Regions from separate parts of the Sus scrofa genome. Here regions 1 and 3 are each linked to region 2. The links are chromatin contacts, called in public Hi-C and promoter capture Hi-C maps. All regions are on one chromosome and are shown on one strand. Each heading gives the region's core, a stretch centred on a gene start, on an enhancer-like site or on the middle of the called end of the contact. The rest is flanking DNA. Distances are from core to core; before and after follow the strand shown. Region 1 holds the start of LOC100154508 (histone H2A type 1-F-like). Region 2 holds the start of LOC110261483 (histone H2A type 1). Region 3 holds the start of LOC110261671 (histone H2B type 1-H-like).

Region 1 (3,364 bases), core at 457-2,956, 880 kb before region 2:
ACTATTTTAAAATTTTTATTACAATCAGTAGAGGAACAGTAAATCCAAGGGACATGCAGAGAAAAAAAACACAGTAGGGAGTAGGACCTAATCCCTCCCTTACAGAGAAATTTCACTCAGAGAAATTAGGGTGTGGAGAAAATGATGAGTTCTTTCCACAAAGCCGCAGGGAGGGCCCTGAATTCTCCCAGTTAGGCTTAATTCACAAAGGGAAACCGTTGTAAGCTTCAAATTGCGAGCGCAGCATCTGGATTGGCTACCAATCCAAGGTGGAACTTGATAGATGCGTGCGAAGATCTGAACTGGGTTCTCACTTCCATTTCTTTCTTTACTACCTTTCCAACTTGCTATTCGGCAAATCCAAACTCATGGAAAAGAGCCGGCATCTCTCGCCAAAGAAAAATATGGGGAAAAAAACAAACAAACAAAAATGATTGTACCTTTCTGCTGTGTGCCAAGCGCTTTAGTCAGGTACGTTTAAGTTCAAATTAAAGATGGAGCTCTCAAGGGATTGTTCACGAAAGCTTTTGCCAGGGTGATATTTTAAAAGGCGAGAGGGTTTTGTTTTAGGAAACGGTATTTTGGAAATTCCCATCGCGGCACAGCTAAAACGAATTCGACTAGGAACCATGACGTTACGGCTCGATCCCTGGCCTCGCTCAGTGGGTTAAGGATCCTGCGTTGCTGTGGCGTAGGCGAGCGGCTACAACTGATTCAACCCCTAGTCTGGGAAGCTCCACACACCACGAGGATGCGGCCCTAAAAAGCAAACAAAAAACTATTTTGTTTCCTTTACTACACTTGTCTATCATGCACCTGATCCTTCTCGACATAAACATTTAACACAATATTGAGCGTTGCTGCAGCGCCACCTACATCTTAGTGGAAGTAACTTCTAACAAGATCAAAAAAAAAAAGCGGAAATTGCTTCTTTGCAGCAAATAAAAAAAACCTCTGTATAAAGTGAGTGCCAGGTCTCTTTAGAAGACTGAGTGGCTCTGAAAAGAGCCTTTGTGATGTGGGACGAGCCTTACCAGTCGCTCCGCTGCAGGCTGGCTCACTTGGAGCTGGTGTACTTGGTGACAGCCTTGGTGCCCTCGGACACGGCGTGCTTGGCCAGCTCCCCGGGCAGCAGCAGCGCACGGCCGTCTGGATCTCCCGGGACGTGATGGTCGAGCGCTTGTTGTAATGCGCCAGCCGCGAGGCCTCGCCGGCAATGCGCTCAAAGATGTCGTTGACGAAGGAGTTCATGATGCCCATGGCCTTGGACGAGATGCCGGTGTCGGGGTGGACCTGCTTCAGCACCTTGTACACGTACACCGAGTAGCTCTCCTTGCGGCTGCGTTTACGCTTCTTGCCATCCTTCTTCTGCGCCTTGGTCACCGCCTTCTTGGAGCCCTTCTTTGGGGCCGGAGCGGACTTGGAGGGCTCAGGCATAGTCAGGAATCAATCTGCGAACAACCCAAAGGTAAAAGGAAAGAGAATGAGACCGTCTGCTCCGTTCTCAGCTTCTTATACAAAGGAGGCAGCGAGCAAAGTCATGATTGGTGGTGAATCGTGGACACGTCACTTGATAGTTTTGACCAATCAAAATAAGTGTATTTCAAAGCTAGGATTTCATTGGGTTAAGAAAAACTGCGGCTTTGGCCAATGGCACACTTTCATTTTCGCGCCCTGTAAAGACTATAAATGGTAGCACTTACTGTATAGCTCCACAACTTATTGTACCGGTTGTGTTTATTTCATTGATCATGTCTGGACGGGGTAAGCAAGGTGGTAAAACTCGCGCCAAGGCTAAAACGCGCTCTTCCCGAGCCGGACTTCAGTTCCCAGTGGGAAGAGTTCACCGTCTGCTCCGCAAAGGAAATTATTCCGAGCGGGTTGGCGCCGGCGCGCCAGTGTATTTGGCTGCTGTGCTGGAGTACTTGACAGCTGAGATCCTGGAGCTGGCGGGCAACGCGGCCCGCGACAACAAGAAGACGCGCATTATTCCGCGGCACTTGCAGCTGGCCATCCGCAACGACGAGGAGCTCAACAAGTTGCTGGGCAAAGTCACCATCGCTCAGGGCGGCGTCCTGCCCAACATCCAGGCGGTACTACTGCCCAAGAAAACTGAGAGCCACCACAAGCCTAAGGGCAAGTAGAGGTTTGGTGTCCTTTGTAACTCAGACCTTCCCAAACCAAAGGCTCTTTTCAGAGCCACCTACTTTAGCAACAAAAGGAGCTGTGCTTTTGAAGTCGCACTGTTTTTCAGGTAGCAAAGTTTGGCCAGGGACTTTCCCTAGTACGTTAGTTGCTTTCCTAAACATGAAACTGTTTTCCTCAGTAATCTCAATTAAATTTAGAGGAGAGCAAGATTCACGCATCTCTGTAGTTCCCCTACAGAGTCAAAGTCCTGAGACAAAAACTAGCACCCTGTGATCTTAGCCTCATTCTCCTAAATCGGTAGAATCTTTGCACCACTCACTTTACTAAATGGCAATACAGTAGTAATCCAGGCAGGTAAATTCTTTGTTTAAATAGCTTCAGGTAGAGAATACATTTCATAGTGAACTTAACGTAAATGATGAAGTAAAGACACTATGGAAACTACATTTGGAAGTGGTTGCCTTAACAAATATGAAAAGTGGGTATTGTAAATTGCCATATCAGGTTCTTAGTCCTATGATGTCAATTTTTTTACTTCCTTCTCCCATCATCACTCTCACCCTTCCCTCCAATCACCAAGTCACCCTAGCTAGAGAGGGCCTTCAATTCTCCACATCAGTCAATGTGTACTTTTCCTTATGAAAAATTTTGATGAGAACGAGTTTCTATAGCATTCCTAGTCCACTGGAATAAGTTTTGAGTTTTCTGAAATACTTGAATTTCCTATATATGTCTCAACTGCAATCACATGTAAATAATACTGCTTGGAATAAAAGTGACCACAAGCAATCACAAAAGGAGGTATTACCTTTCTTCCCTTTTCTAACTTGTGATTATTTGATATGGGAAGATCCAAATCTAATTATTCAATTTTTTCCCTCTTTAAAAGCCAGCTGCATTTTGAGTTTTTAAATTTTAAACAACCATATTTCATATCAAGAACTGTAAAGTAAATGGTACAGCTCCAAGGGAGGCCTATAAGTTCTTTCAATTTATAATAAAATATGTAGTTACTCGTATTGATGTTGACGATGCAATTACTAACACTTTCTTTATTGCATTATTTCTATTCCCCACAAGAACCACCACATTGTTAAACTCATGCCTGCCTTAATAATTACTGGTTGGGGGGGGTTATTTTGAGTTTTGTTTTGTTTTTTGCTTTTGACCACAGTCCTGGCATGCAGAAATTCCTGGGCAGGGATGGAACTGGCAG
Region 2 (3,443 bases), core at 873-3,372:
AATTCACAATGATTATCTTCTTCTCCATGTGTTCCTTTTAACATAAATTGCTTAAAACCTCCAGTTTGGAATGCAGAATATGGTTTATTACTTAAATTTCAGGTATATGCACCCCTCCCTGCCCTTTTCAAAAGAGAGGATAAAATCTTTGAGACAGCATCTGAGACTCAGAACCTGCGTATCTAACCTATCTTTTTACATCTCCACCATCTTTGAAACATTTCAAAGGCACTGAGACAGTGATTACTGATGTTTATTGCTATTGTTGATGGTGAAGATAATGATAAAAACTAAAAAGGAAGTTGAATGTTGTTAAAAACCATAGAAGTCAGAAGACTTGAGAGAAGGTAAAAAAGAAACAGAAAATGAACATCTTTACTTTCCTGTCTGGTTGCCTGGATGAAAACATGGGCCTCTTACAGAATTGGCTTAGTAGTAATTTTTCTCACATACAGGTTCTTGTTCCTTTTACTATCCTGTTTGACATCAGCAGACTTTGAGGCTTCCACCCTTAAAAATTCCTGAAATAGGAAGCTCCTGTTGTGGCTCAGCGGTAATGAGCCTAGCTAGTATCCATGAAGACACAGGTTCCATCCTGGCCTGCCTCAGTGGGTTAAGGATACAGTGTTGCCCTGAGCTGTGGGGTAGGTCACAGAAGTGGCTTGGATCTAGCATTGCTGTGCCTGTGGCATAGGCTGGCAGCTGCAGCTCCAATTCAACCCATAGCCTGGGAACTTCCATATGCCGTGGGTGTGGCCCTAAAAAAAAAAAAAGTCATGAAATAATAATTTGCCTCCATCTGGACCCCATTTATGAGACTGACGCGCTGCTACTGTGCTAAGAAGTCACTGACAGGACCCCATTTATTTCTATCTCATGTATCATTAAGAGAAAAAAGAGTTTTGTTCATAACCTCTCTTGATTTTCTGATGGTTTAAGACCAGACAGACTCTACAGTAATATTAGTATAATGTTTAATAATACATATGTTAATCTCTCTCTCTCTCTCTTTTTTTTTTTAGTGCTACATGTGCAGCATATGGAAGTTTCCAGGCTACCGGTCGAATTAGAGCTACAGCTGCCCACCTGCACCACAGCCACAGCAACTTGGGATCAAGCTGGGTCTGCGACCAACACTGAAGCTCAGGGCCTGACCCACTGAGAGAGGCAAGGTTGGACTCCACATCCTCATGGTCGGATTTGTTTCCGCTGCTCCAAATGGGAACTCCATCGTTAATCTCATTTTGAGTACTTCTGTGCTATGTGTTTGTTCCCTTATTTCCTAAAAGTCCCAAGACTTCATGTACTTATGTGCTGCAAAGTTCTCAGCCTTCTAAGAGCAAGAGGTCCAGTGTAGGAAGATGGAGTTTACTGAAGTACTTACAATACGGTATTTGGCATGAAAGTGAGAAAATGAGGGTAAGACGGTTGGCAGTGGCACTGGGGAATGATGACGACTTTCTCAGTTCAGAGTCCTTGGTCCCATTAACTCAGGTTTACTTTGGACAAAGTGAACAAACTGAGTCTTTCTGTTTCAAAATCTCTAAGACGAGGATAGTGTTTACTGTGCGTACCTTCCAGGATCATATATCGTCTAAAGGCGGTAGATGAATAAAACGGAAGATTTGCTGGATTATCCAATTCTTGCCTTCAGTTTCCATTGCTCAAATAGTTTAAGAAGACTTGGACCAGGACAAAGAATTGCTTGTTTCCTGTCTACCTCTTTTTTTTTTTTTTTGCAAGAGTTAAAGAGCTGGAACAGTTAAAGCAATGCCTGGCATAGAAGTACCTATCCTTTAAATGTTACCTATTTATAAATTGTTATGTGTGTATGCCTTTCCAAAAATCATGAGTCACAATCCCAGTAGCCAAGTGTAAGAACGATGAGAATAATCATTCCTGCATCTGACTGCGTTTAAGGATAGCACTTTGAGAAAACTAAATAGATTCAGTTGTTACTATTACAAAGACACATCAGACAAGATAATACACGAGCAAACAGAACTGACACTAGATGGGAATGCTGTATGCAAATGAAGGATTCTGGTTCTGATCTCCCATTGGTTATTTAATAATAGCCAATGGGAGAATTGCACGCAGTCTCCCTCCAGTTAGTATAAATACTTCTTTCGCCCTCATCTTCGCTCTATTTCGCTTTCTCTTTTGTTTAGAAAGGCTTTCTGTTTTCCTTAGCAGTTATGTCTGGCCGTGGCAAACAGGGTGGTAAGGCTCGCGCTAAGGCTAAGACTCGGTCCTCTCGGGCTGGTCTTCAGTTCCCCGTGGGTCGAGTGCACCGCTTGCTCCGCAAAGGCAACTATTCCGAGCGGGTTGGTGCTGGGGCTCCGGTGTACCTGGCGGCAGTGCTGGAGTACCTTACCGCCGAGATCCTGGAGTTGGCGGGCAATGCAGCTCGCGACAATAAGAAGACTCGCATCATTCCGCGCCACTTGCAGCTGGCCATCCGCAACGACGAAGAACTTAACAAGTTGTTGGGTCGGGTGACCATCGCTCAGGGCGGAGTGTTACCAAATATCCAGGCAGTGTTGCTCCCTAAAAAGACTGAGAGCCACCACAAAGCCAAGGGCAAGTAAAGTATTACTTGTTTGGCAAGGTATTTTGCTTCCTATCAAGAAAAAAAAAAAAAAAAAGGCTCTTTTCAGAGCCACCCATCTTTTCTACTTAAAGAGCTGTTATGCTTTTAATTACTCTCCCCTTATATGAAGGTTTCGGTACCAGGGTAGAAGTCAAAGCTAGCAAGTGAATTACCCGAAAGAAATCTTTAGCCCCAGTAATTGTTCTTGAGGACTTTACCTGTGACATAACCATTTTACTCTAAACTGCCATCCCTGTCCCAGTGGTGAGAGCTTGGGATTTTTCCTTCTGAGTGAGAGAAGGTTATTAGTGATAAGCACAGATTTCTTTAAGGTTAACTTTCGTCAAAAATGCAACACAAAAATAAATATGCATCTAGATTCAGGAGTTTATAAAAGCATTACACATTTTATCGAGTAGATGAGAGTAAATTATAGATCCTTGACACTCCCCTTTAGTTTCAAAATCGTCTCCCTGATTGTCCACAATATTCGTGCCACACCCAAGAAAACCTTAATATTTTAGATGCTACCCAAATGTAAATTTCCCTAAGCATTTCTAAAATATCTTTGGTTTTTGAACTCAACAAAACCCGTTGACGAAGTTCTTGTTGTTTTGTGCGATTATTTTGTAAATTTTAAGAATTCTAGGGCTTTTGAATGCAAGATTATTGTCCACAATAGATATAGAGGCGAAAGGGTAAATAAGATGACGTCAGGGCGTCAGAGTCTTTTTGGTGAACTCATTCACCAATCTGAAAGCCGCTCTTGAGCCCCACAGGCTCAGAAGTAGACCAATCAGGGGAGGGCGCGGGAACGTTTGAATGTTCTTGGGCCCAATAGTCGGAGGTC
Region 3 (3,357 bases), core at 833-3,332, 850 kb before region 2:
TCTTGACTGTGCAATCAGTGCCTTCTGGGTTGGGGGAACTAAGAGCTGTAAAGTCAGGAAGGACCCTTGACAGAGATGGCTCTTTCTGCTGGTTGCATAAGGCACCCTCTCCAGGATGTATGGAGTCAAAATACTTGTCTGAAGTAATTTTTAATTCTCATTATATGAAGATTTATTTGAGGAAATGAATAGTCCTAGTTATGTAGACATTTCTAATTATGGCGACACAAATTTCATGTCTCTAAACCCTGCATGTGCTGAACTTTGATGTTTATCCTTCTACCTAAGCTCTTTTCTGGAATTTCAACATGCTTCCATTATCTCATACAAGGAACTTAGAGTTTGGCTATAGTAATGGCTCACAAAAATGAATATTCAGACACCAGGCCATTTTGGCTCATGCTAATGAATAGATGGTGATGCCAAGAAAAGAATCACTGGGAAAGCAGTGGTGATGATAGTCTGGAATATTTATTTATTATTTATTTATTTATTTATTTTCCTTTTTATGGTCACACCTGTGGCGAATGTAAGTTGCCAGGATCCTTAGCCCACTGAGTGAGGCCAGGGATGGAATCCACATCCTCAGAGACCTCGGTCCTTAATCCTCTGAGCTATAAAGGGAACTCTGGGACATATATTTTTAATTTCCCAGAGAGCTACAAGAATTTTAGAAAGTAGATGAATATGCATGTCTGAATTTGAGATAAATCTGAGATGGGGACATAAAGATTTGGAAGTCATTAGCCACACACACACACACACCACACACTAGCATTAGCAATGAAGTGTCCTACAGCTCTCTCTGCCTTATTTGCCAATATTGAACTTTGTTATTTGCCTGCACTTACAAGCCATGAGTTTGGTGATGCCTATTCTCTGCTGCAATCTCTGCAGTTTCCTCTACTTCCCAATTTCCTTTAATCCTCAAACAAGCTGTTACCTCAGAATTTACCCCTCTATGCTCCCTTTATATTCCTGTGCTTATCTCTTGCTACATTGCACCTTGTTTTGGTTTCTCCCTGTTAGATTTTCTTTGGGATAAGTGGTGTTTTATTAACATTGTATCTTTAACGAATGACACGTGTCATAAGAATTTATTGAAAACAAATGCACTACTTTGTGCCTGCATTTCTTGAAATAACAACTGTCTTCATCATTATTCTTAGAATGAGCTTAACAGCATCCAATACCGTCGTTGTTTCAACCAAGTTTAGAATACTCTTGACATCTCAATATTAAATCATGAGTCAGTCTAGAATCTTGCAGATTCATTGGCCTTTGAACTAGTCTAACACAAATGTCATTTTGTTGACAAGGGCTGCTAAATACAAGAGGTAAGCTAATTGGAAATGCAAGTGTCACCTTTTTATGATGATAGAAGTGGCTCTGAAAAGAGCCTTTTGTTTTGTTGTTTTTATGCCGAGTACTTATTTGGCTTTGTGGTGGCTCTCGGTCTTCTTGGGCAACAGCACGGCCTGGATGTTGGGCAGGACACCGCCCTGAGCGATGGTAACTTTGCCCAGCAGCTTGTTGAGTTCCTCGTCGTTGCGGATGGCCAGCTGTAGGTGACGCGGGATGATGCGTGTCTTCTTGTTGTCACGAGCTGCGTTGCCCGCCAGCTCTAGGATTTCTGCGGTCAGATACTCCAGCACCGCCGCCAGGTACACCGGAGCACCTGCGCCGACCCGTTCAGCATAGTTGCCTTTACGAAGCAGGCGGTGCACTCGGCCCACCGGAAACTGAAGGCCAGCCCGTGAGGACCGGGTTTTGGCCTTGGCGCGAGCTTTACCCCCTTGCTTTCCTCGTCCAGACATAACTGGGAGACTGAACAGCAGTTGTCAAAGATGACTGAGTCTGAGGTCCCGAAACCACAGTTTATAGCCACTGCAGGGCGCGAAAAGGAAGCTGTACGATTGGCTAACGTTTCACTTTCGTTTTGACCAATGGAAACACGACTAGATAGGATGCGTTCCTTGATTGGGTAAAACAGATCTGTGAGGTCAGTGGAGAGTAACAGCCAATCGCCAGAAAGCTTGTTTCCACCTCATTTGCATAAACCCTAGCCCTTAAAGAGGCGCCTCTCTGGCCTTCGGCTGTTCATTTTACATCGAACGCCAGACTTCATCATGCCTGATCCAGCTAAGTCCGCTCCTGCCCCCAAAAAAGGCTCCAAGAAAGCCGTGACTAAGGCGCAGAAAAAGGACGGCAAGAAGCGCAAGCGCAGCCGCAAGGAGAGCTACTCGGTGTACGTGTACAAGGTGCTGAAGCAGGTCCACCCCGACACCGGCATCTCGTCCAAGGCCATGGGCATCATGAACTCTTCGTCAACGACATCTTTGAGCGTATCGCGGGCGAGGCCTCGCGGCTGGCGCATTACAACAAGCGCTCGACCATCACGTCCCGGGAGATCCAGACGGCCGTGCGCCTGCTGCTGCCCGGGGAGTTGGCCAAGCACGCCGTGTCCGAGGGCACCAAGGCTGTCACCAAGTACACCAGCTCCAAGTAAATGTGTTCGTAGGCAGTGTCAAACCCAAAGGCTCTTTTCAGAGCCACCTAACCTTTTTCAAAAAAGAGCTGTGGTGCTTTGTCTGTCTCTTGGAGGGGCGGGGTGAAGTGCGTAGGGCTCTGGGTGGTAATTGAAAATAACACTTGCCCCAAACTTGCGGTTTATCTGACAGGTGTTCAGGGAAGGAACTCGAGTCCCCTAGATTCAAATGATTTTTAGTACCTTCTGTAAGTGGCACCTGGAAGCCTATAATTTTCGACTTCTGCTGTCTACGTGTACAGGTACTACAAACTTGTACACTGCAGTCCTTCCCCTCATCATTTTGCAGCAGGTCACAATGCCCTGTGAAAATGCAGGAACTAAAGAACAAGTGATCCAGCTACAAGATGTGATCTGAAGAGCTTTCTAACTCCTTAAGAGACAAATAAGTATTCGTGAAAAGAGCCTTTACAAGTTGACGGAAATATAAGATACAGGGGAATCGCCGCTAAGGGCATAGAGGGTTTGGCTCTGGTGCTTCAGGGAACAAAGTCCATAGCCAGGCAGTCTTCGGCTTGGCGTATTTAAGTAGGTTAACGCCGTCAGGATCACGGTGTCTTAAAAAAAATCTCAGCGCCTGGTGGATATCTAGAGGGAACCAGGTGCTCTTGACTCCATCGCTGCGGGCAAGGAACCTAATGGGCTTGGTGATGCTCTGGATGTCACACAGCACCTTACCGTGACGCTTAGAATCACCATTACCCTAGTCCTTCCCTGCCTTGCCTCGGCCTTGCTATGTTGAAAATACATAGAATTCTGTGGTGGCTCAGCTGGCTAAGGATCAAGCATTGTCACTGCTCTGGATCTGA

The links. Promoter capture Hi-C pulls out the DNA fragments that hold promoters and counts their contacts. Hi-C and Micro-C count contacts between places; a contact is called where the count stands out from the background.
Region 1: a promoter capture Hi-C map of fetal skeletal muscle shows a contact between it and region 2, with 6 times the contacts expected there. The contact joins the promoter of LOC100154508 here to the promoter of LOC110261483 in region 2. A contact is called at or near these places in 3 of 5 promoter capture datasets (fetal liver, fetal skeletal muscle and liver), 16 of 47 Hi-C or Micro-C datasets (alveolar macrophages, blood, differentiating spermatogonia and 12 more) and 2 of 2 datasets of contacts at active chromatin or transcription factors (alveolar macrophages and skeletal muscle).
Region 3: a contact with region 2 is called in a Hi-C map of skeletal muscle, with 8 times the contacts expected there. The contact joins the promoter of LOC110261671 here to the promoter of LOC110261483 in region 2. A contact is called at or near these places in 2 of 5 promoter capture datasets (fetal liver and fetal skeletal muscle), 15 of 47 Hi-C or Micro-C datasets (alveolar macrophages, blood, differentiating spermatogonia and 11 more) and 1 of 2 datasets of contacts at active chromatin or transcription factors (skeletal muscle).

The regions. Positions count from the first base shown.
Region 1 is chr7:21,604,909-21,608,272 of Sscrofa11.1, reverse strand. LOC100154508 (histone H2A type 1-F-like) reads left to right here and starts at 1,706. Exons shown (of 1, transcript XM_013977504.2): 1 at 1,706-2,215. The coding sequence starts at 1,752. The coding sequence ends at 2,144. It overlaps LOC100525821, which reads left to right. Exons shown (of 4, transcript XM_021099852.1): 3 at 1,007-1,018. It overlaps LOC100621915 (histone H2B type 1-N), which reads right to left and starts at 1,519. Exons shown (of 2, transcript XM_013977505.2): 1 at 1,035-1,519. The coding sequence starts at 1,437.
Region 2 is chr7:20,729,145-20,732,587 of Sscrofa11.1, reverse strand. It overlaps LOC110261483 (histone H2A type 1), which reads left to right and starts at 2,122. Exons shown (of 1, transcript XM_021098433.1): 1 at 2,122-2,648. The coding sequence starts at 2,199. The coding sequence ends at 2,591.
Region 3 is chr7:21,581,247-21,584,603 of Sscrofa11.1, reverse strand. It overlaps LOC110261671 (histone H2B type 1-H-like), which reads left to right and starts at 2,082. Exons shown (of 2, transcript XM_021099844.1): 1 at 2,082-2,319; 2 at 2,322-2,561. The coding sequence starts at 2,130. The coding sequence ends at 2,509. It overlaps LOC100157763 (histone H2A type 1-H), which reads right to left and starts at 1,869. Exons shown (of 1, transcript XM_001928557.5): 1 at 1,052-1,869. The coding sequence starts at 1,817. The coding sequence ends at 1,431.